Linked DNA regions of Triticum aestivum: region 2 is linked to region 1. The links are chromatin contacts, called in public Hi-C maps. All regions are on one chromosome and are shown on one strand. Each heading gives the region's core, a stretch centred on a gene start, on an enhancer-like site or on the middle of the called end of the contact. The rest is flanking DNA. Distances are from core to core; before and after follow the strand shown.

Region 1 (3,695 bases), core at 611-3,110:
GGTCTCGTAATAGGCACTAGACGTACAGGCAGGCGACGATAAGAATCTGAATGCCTGCATTTGGAACAAATCCACTTGGATTAATATGTATGGACAGCCGTGATTCGCCGAAATTCTACTACTACTACTTGTACATCCGGGTGCATGCGTAGCGTGGGGGAACAGGAGCATGCTTCCGTTGGAGATTCTGGTTTTTACATGGACGGGACCCAAGAGCAGCAGCGGTACGTACGTACTACACACATCAACAACGTATCCACAATTAGCACTACTCGCACGGAACTTTACAAGCGCTGTCCATAGCCTTATCTCCATTTGCATTGGTTGGACAGGTCAGGCTCAGGCAGCAGACACAGCCTGATAGTAACAAGTGATAAAATAAAAAAATAAAAACTGGGTCGAGCGTCCTGGGTCTCCTCTCCGGCCGGCGACGTCGTTGACGTCATGTTCCGATGGACGGCGGCGAGAGAGACATGCCCAGCTCCAGGTCCAGCGGGGAGCAGTGGTGACCGTGGCCGTGGCCGTGAGGAGGCTGCTCCATCAGAACTGCCGGGAATGGCGCCCTCGGGGACGCCGACAAAAGTGGAACGCCCGCCATCGCCATGTCATCCTCCTGCGTGGAGTTGAGATCAATGGACGCCATGTCGGGGGATTTATACCGCGGCAGAGAGGTGGAGGCATCTCCGCTGTTGTTGGTCAGCGGCTCAGAAACGCGAATGCCGTTCTCGCAGATCGGTACCTGCACACCATATTCAGAATCTGACATGTCTTTTACATGCATTAATTCAGTCCTTTGTATAGTTAACAAGTTAAGATGTAGTACTCCAGTACCATGTCAAAGAGGCTGGAGCGGCGCTTCTTCTTCCCCATGCTGCTCTGCCTCAGGAAGAACTTCTGCGCGTGGCTGGCAACCTGCGTCGGGGTTCGAGTCGTGACGTAGCTCCGGGAGATACCTCGCCAGTCGCCCTTTCCGAGCTTCTCGAGGCCCACGAGGAATAGCCGGTGCTCCTCCTCGCTCCATGGAACTCCTGTAGCCATGTTCACAGAAGGACCATTCAGCTCAGGAGGCCACAAGTCGTCCACTACTTTTAGTAAGAAGAAGAAGAAGAAGAAGAAGAAGAAGAAGAAGAAGAAGAAGAAGATAAATAATGCAACTTCTTTTTTTAGAGGGATAATGCGACTTTATTAGTTAGGTCAAGATGAGATAGACTAGCATAATGCAAACAAACTCAGGTACAAAAAGGTCTGAATTTCCACCCCACGTATCATCAGTAGCATAGCCAGCCTAGCATATGTTCGACACTAGTGACTAGTGTAACTGCGTATTTCTGTTTATCTTAGGCAATTAATTACCTTTCTTCCTCTCCTGGACTAATCTGCCATGAGGACCGTCAGACAGGTACCCATTGGAAGCCCTCTCCAAGCCCTCGTCGATGGACAGAAGCACCGACGAGGAAGACGACGACGAAGGCGAAACGATGGAGCTAGGGGCCACCGCTAGCTGCAGGCAGTCCATGCTGTAGCTCTTCCTCATGGAGGCGCCGGCGCCGGTGCTGCGGCCCGCAGCGACATGGACCTGCACCCCGAAGAGCCTCAGCCCACTGCCGCTGCTGCTGCCGCCGCCTCCTTCGCAGAGCATAACTTCTCCCTGCTTTCCTGCGCTGCTGCAAGTTCTTGAGTTGTGGCCGTAGTTGCCACAGTGGGAGCACTTCCTCGCCATGGTGTGGCTATAAATCGACTAAATCGATCCGCACTGCCCTGTCTTTTGGTGCGGGTGGTGGGAGAGATGGGTGGAGACCAGTGTGTCCACAACCGCAGCAGTGGGTGGTGCTTGCTACTGCCTATAGCAGCTAGCAAAGGTAGCTTAGGGAGGAAACTTACACTGCACCCACTATAAATATGCTGCTTCTACTTCGGGCCTTTTGGCTGTGGATGTGGACGCGTTATCGGGCAGGGAACCGTAGAAAAGTACTTATTGTTCGAACCACCTTGATCTTGTTGCTTGGATTTAACTGGTAATTTGATCTTTTGATGCGTAAATTTGCACCGTCAACTTCGTTAGGAATGTTCCAAATACGCCACCGTACACGTGAATTTTTTTTAGAGCGCAGGGCCTGGAAAATACATCCATCGCCGTCATGTTTTCCTCACGAGGTTGTATAATCAACACTTCCTATTTCTTCTTTTTCTTTCATCTTTTTTTATGCTTCTTTTATTAGGGCAACACCCAATCCAACATACTTCCTCTGTATCTAAATATAAGAAGTTTTTGCGGTTTAAATTTGACCCTCTTAAACGACTTATATTTAGATACAAAGGGAGTATCATTCTACTCTCTTTCAATCTTACCATTCTCCCCGTTCACTTAAATCTTCTCATCTCACCTTTCATTCAAATCTTTTCAACCAATTTGATACCCAAAAACTCAATTCTCAACCATCCATCCGCCCTCTATTACATCAAGTCTCGCAATATGGCTTTCTTTTCACATGCCTTCCAATGTTTGCACGCAGGATCTCGCACCACTCGACTGTGTTGGTTTTAGTTTCGAGCGACTCTCTCTCCACGGGTGTTGTTCAGCTAGAGGTGGCACATAGTGTTTAGCTTAGTAGACTAGGGAGGCCATACCTCATGGTCAGGATTCCTTTCTCGTCTCAACTGATGAATATTTGCACAGGATGACCGATTTTGAAGTTTTTGTTAAATCTCGTACCAGCTATCGTACTACCTGAAATAATTCCTTTTTTGGCTTGGAAAAACATTAGTAGCAGTTCCAACATATTTGTAAATTTATGTCTAAGACTTCTATACACACTCCAGACAGGATTACAAAACAGAGGGATCGGGATCAGAACTCACAGATTGTTACGCAGTCGCCTCTCCCGGCGTGATATTTTTTTTTTTTGCCTCTAGCTCCTCTTGCACATCGGCAAGCGGTTTTATATGTTGTATGTTCACTATCATTGGAGTAGTTTTTCCCCCTTTCAACCTAATGGCTCCCGAGTTGTGTACTTCATCAATTTTTTAGGGGTTATCCCACCTAGATTTAAGATTGCATGGAGACATTTTTAAGTGGAAACTGTAAAGGGGGGCCTTATCTCCAACAGAAACTCCCATTTCTGTATTTCCTATCATGTGAAAGCTTAACCTTCTCTTTAAATAAACTAGCACTTTCATAAGCTTCATTTCTCAATTCATCAAGAGTATGTATATCTAATAAGCATTTCTCCCAGCTACCTTGAGGTCAAAGTTTAAATTCTTGATAGGCTAGAAAGCTTGATCACCATACCAACAATGGATGTGGTAACCACATGAATGGCAACAACAATCAAAAGACCAACGATCACTCAACTACCCCTTCGACACCCATGAAGAAGGACATAATTCAGTTGCTTAAAGTTAGTTGTTTGTTACAGACACAGAAACCCAGAACATTATTGAAACAAGTGCCCTACACTAAAGAATGGGAGGAAGAGCAATGGAAATTCTAGAAAGAAGAAGTCTTGTGTGGGGACCCCGACTTAAACAGGCAAAGCCATCGTTTGTGTGTGCACAAGATCCCCAGGATCAATGCTCACCATACACAACAGACTGAATATCAAGAGTTCACATCAATTACATAGCGCCGTACACAAATAGGACCATTATGGTCAAGTCTTACATAGATAAAGCCTCAAGGGTTGAACATCAAATAA
Region 2 (3,695 bases), core at 689-3,188, 450 kb before region 1:
GCACGAAGACTTGGTGGAAGTTATGTTGCAGAACAGAAAACCTGATGAGAAGCGATTTATATTTTCTCTCATGGAGGCCTTACCACATGCGGATTTCACCAAGCTACTTGTGACACTTTGGGCAATTTGGCACGCACGCAGAAAGGCTTACATGAGCAAATATTTCAGGGGCCTTTTGCCACGAGTGGTCTTGTCAAAAGGTTTTTTTCGTGAATACGCAAAGCTTGCGTATCATTCATTGATAGAAGGAAACAGAAAAAACAGTTGGGATAGTCCCATGTAGCTCACGTTCAACGCCAAAGATGTATCCTGCCGGGTGATGGAGTAGCTAAAATTTGAGTGGACGGTGTTATGGCTCGTGAATGGTCTGAAGGGTCCTTTAGTGCTATTTGCAGACTCTACAGGCAAGTATTTGGGTGCTTTAGCGATTAAGTGCTCCGGTGTCACCGATCCCTCTAACTTGGAGGCGTTGGCATGCCGGGAAGCGCTGGCTTTAGTTCTAGACCTTTCTTTAACAAATGTACAAGTTGCCTCCGACTGCAAAGGTGTGGTGAATGACATTCTAAGAAGCACGGGCGGTATGCATGCTAGTATTATCAAAGAGATCGACCTTACGTCTACATAGATACCTCGATGTTCCTTCATCTTTGAAGGAAGAGAGACAAATACTGAGGCACATAACCTCGCTAAACATATTTTGGGCCTTTCTTTAAGACACCATATGTGGCTCCTTAATATTTCAGACCTAAGTTGTATTCTTATGTATTTGTTTAATGATCAATAAAGTGGAGTGTGTTTAGACTAAAAGAAAAAAACAAGCTGCTGGACCTGCTTCTGGCCACGCTCTAGCTGCTGCATGATCGCGGCTTGCCGCTGAGCCGCAACAAGAGCAGACTCACCAGCAGCCAACGCATTAGGCCACACCTGCAGGTTAGTGGACACAGCTATAGCAGCATCAGTTTGCATGGGAACCGAGGTGTCCACCGTGCTAGCCGGGGAGGCACTTCCACCATTGTTCGTGACCTTTTCTGCTTTCTTGTTGGCATCGTCATCCGAAAAATTCTTACTACTCCGTTGGACCTGGAGTACATGATTAGCTCCATGGTACGGTTCATCATCGTGGTGATCTCAAATATGGGGAATAAAATCATCATCAGGAACAAATCCATTCTCTTCCAGCACACGGCGAAACTCAAACCCATCGAACTTGACAAAGGCACCAATACCGTCTTTCTTCTTGAATACAGTATGTTTTTGACAGAACTGCTATCTGGACCCGGACCAAGATGTAATTTTATAATTGTTACGTTTTAGTTTCTTTTAGTGGTGCGCTAATTACTACTCCCTCCACCTCCGTCCCAAAATAAGTGTCTCAACTTTGTACTAGCTCTAGTACAAATTTGTATTAAGCTCAAGACACTTATTTTGGGATGGAGGGAGTATTACTGAGGCATGTCAGTTCGAAGGAGGTTGAGTAGATTGGACCAGCTTCAGAGTCCAGACAGAGTAGAGGACGTACAGTACATCGATGGAGGATTGCATCTCAGATATGACAAAAAGCAACGGGAAACACGTACGCAGTAAATACCGTATATCGGCGGGTAGTGAGCCGAGGCGTCTGATCTGAAAATCCAGAGGATATTCATAGCCACGGCAAGAATTAAGCATATCCGCAGGAAGAAACTGATAGACTAGTGTGTGTGTGTGGCATCCACACGAGTGCGGAAAACATCCATCCATCTGGCTTGCCTCCCCCCTACGCCTTTGCCTCCGGGCAGTATGTGGCTATGAAGCCCACAACATGTCCTGGAAATGTCAACACTCGATCAGCATATGGACGAGCGATATGCTGCTACGAATGGACCATGGATCCACGGCCCAGTGGGCGCGCGCGCGACAAGCCAAGCTACACGACAAATGGGGTCGCTGACGCGTCGCCGTAGGCCAAAAGGCGCCATGAGCAGCTCGCACGCATCCAATACCCCCCTCGTCCCCAGGGCGCAGGGGCGGGTGCCGGATGCCAGACAAATGTGTGACTCGGCCAACGCCATGGCAAAGCTAGTCCTGTCCTCTTGTACCGTTCTCCATCCAGAGCTAGATGACGGACGACAGTGCCGGCGCACATGCCGCGTCGATCGAGGGTCTCGCCGAGGCTCGTTTAATGTTTAGTTAGGAAATATAGGATAGGGTAGAATTTATTCTACTTTATTTTGTACTCAAAGATGATCATGGACTATATATATATATATATATATATATATATATATATATATATATATATATATATATATACTAGCAAAAGGGCCCGTGCGTTGCAACGGGAGAAAAAAATTCATAATTTCAAATGGTCATGATCACATTTCGTTGCATCACCGAGATACAATATCTCTCTCAATTTCTCGAAATCATGAACATTTTGAAATTATGAACAATTTGTTAAACTCATGCACATATTTGAAATCGCAAACAACATACTATTACAAATTTCTGAACATTTTCTACAATCAAGAACATTTTTTCAATTTATGAATATTTTTTGCTATTTACAAACATTTTTTAGAAATTGTGAACATTTTTAAGCAATTTTCCTGAACTGGCAAACATTCTATAATCGATGAAAATATTTAGAAATTGGGTGGAATAGTTATTGAATTTGACGAACTTTTTTTGATTTAGCGAACATTTTTGGAAATGCCCGTGCCTTGCAACGGAAAAAAAACTATCAAGTTATACATGTGTGGTAGATATAAAAAAGTATGAATCAAATTCACAAAGTATATACAAATCATGTCATGATGCGATAAGACACTTTTAAAATGTAATTTCAAAAAAGAACAATATGATGCTCATCAAGACTTGATTTTTTAAGGCGTCACAACAAAATATTTTGTGGCTGAGCAAACTGCATTGACGGACCCTGCCTGAGCTATACTGATAAATAAAGTGTCTCGTCTGGACTTAGCGTAGCGGTGTTTACCATAACCACTATTGTGATATGAAAATAAGCATAACTGTGTATGGAAGCAAAATAGACATTTAGTCATTTTAATATAGCTTACAAAAACAAACCCTTAGAAAGTTATGTCAATTTTGTTGGGTTCAGCGTTGTACAAAACACGGAAACCCTTTTTTACCCAACGCGAAGGACTAAATAAAATCATAAAACGAGCTATATAGATCTCCTAATAAAACCTTTATGGAACCTACAATTAGTTTTGTTCATTATTTACGGATGTGTTTTAATTTTTGTGAACATTTTCTAAAAGCTGATGGACATGATTTTTAAATTCCTGAATATGCTTTGAATATTGGCTCATTTAAAAAAATCATGAACATTTTTTATTTCATGAAATCATTAGAAATCGTGATTTGTTTATAATTTGTGAGCAATTTTTTAAGTCATGAACATTTTTTGATTTTTAGAATATTTTTTAAATTCACAAACAGTTTACCATTTTCCTACTTTTTTTCAGAACTCGCAATTGTTTGATATTTTGGAAATCCGAAATTAATTTTGAGATAAAAAACCAAAACAGAAATAAAAAAGTAAAAAGAAATAAAAAATAGGGGGCGCCATCAATCCGAAATTTATTTTTAGGGAAAAAACAAAATAGAAATAAAAAAAAGATATAGAAAACAGGGGGCGCCACGACCCGCACATGGGCTGGCCCATTACTGCGCTTGGTAAAAAGAAA

The links. Hi-C and Micro-C count contacts between places; a contact is called where the count stands out from the background.
Region 2: a contact with region 1 is called in a Hi-C map of leaf, with 6 times the contacts expected there. The contact joins the enhancer-like site here to the promoter of LOC123070065 in region 1. A contact is called at or near these places in 4 of 5 Hi-C or Micro-C datasets (leaf, root and an unstated tissue) and 1 of 1 datasets of contacts at active chromatin or transcription factors (leaf).

What each region holds. Positions count from the first base shown.
Region 1 is chr3B:401,599,695-401,603,389 of IWGSC CS RefSeq v2.1, reverse strand. LOC123070065 (transcription factor MYBS3) reads right to left here and starts at 1,860. Exons shown (of 3, transcript XM_044493084.1): 1 at 1,354-1,860; 2 at 832-1,028; 3 at 155-739. The coding sequence starts at 1,720. The coding sequence ends at 443.
Region 2 is chr3B:402,052,689-402,056,383 of IWGSC CS RefSeq v2.1, reverse strand. No RefSeq gene overlaps it. Among protein-coding and RNA genes, the nearest start is that of LOC123065428, 200 kb to the left of the region's middle. Within about 2 kb of position 1,938, at least 6 of the 8 cell types and tissues checked have an H3K27ac peak or open chromatin away from gene starts, as enhancers often do. A contact at or near this core is called in leaf, where this site is marked.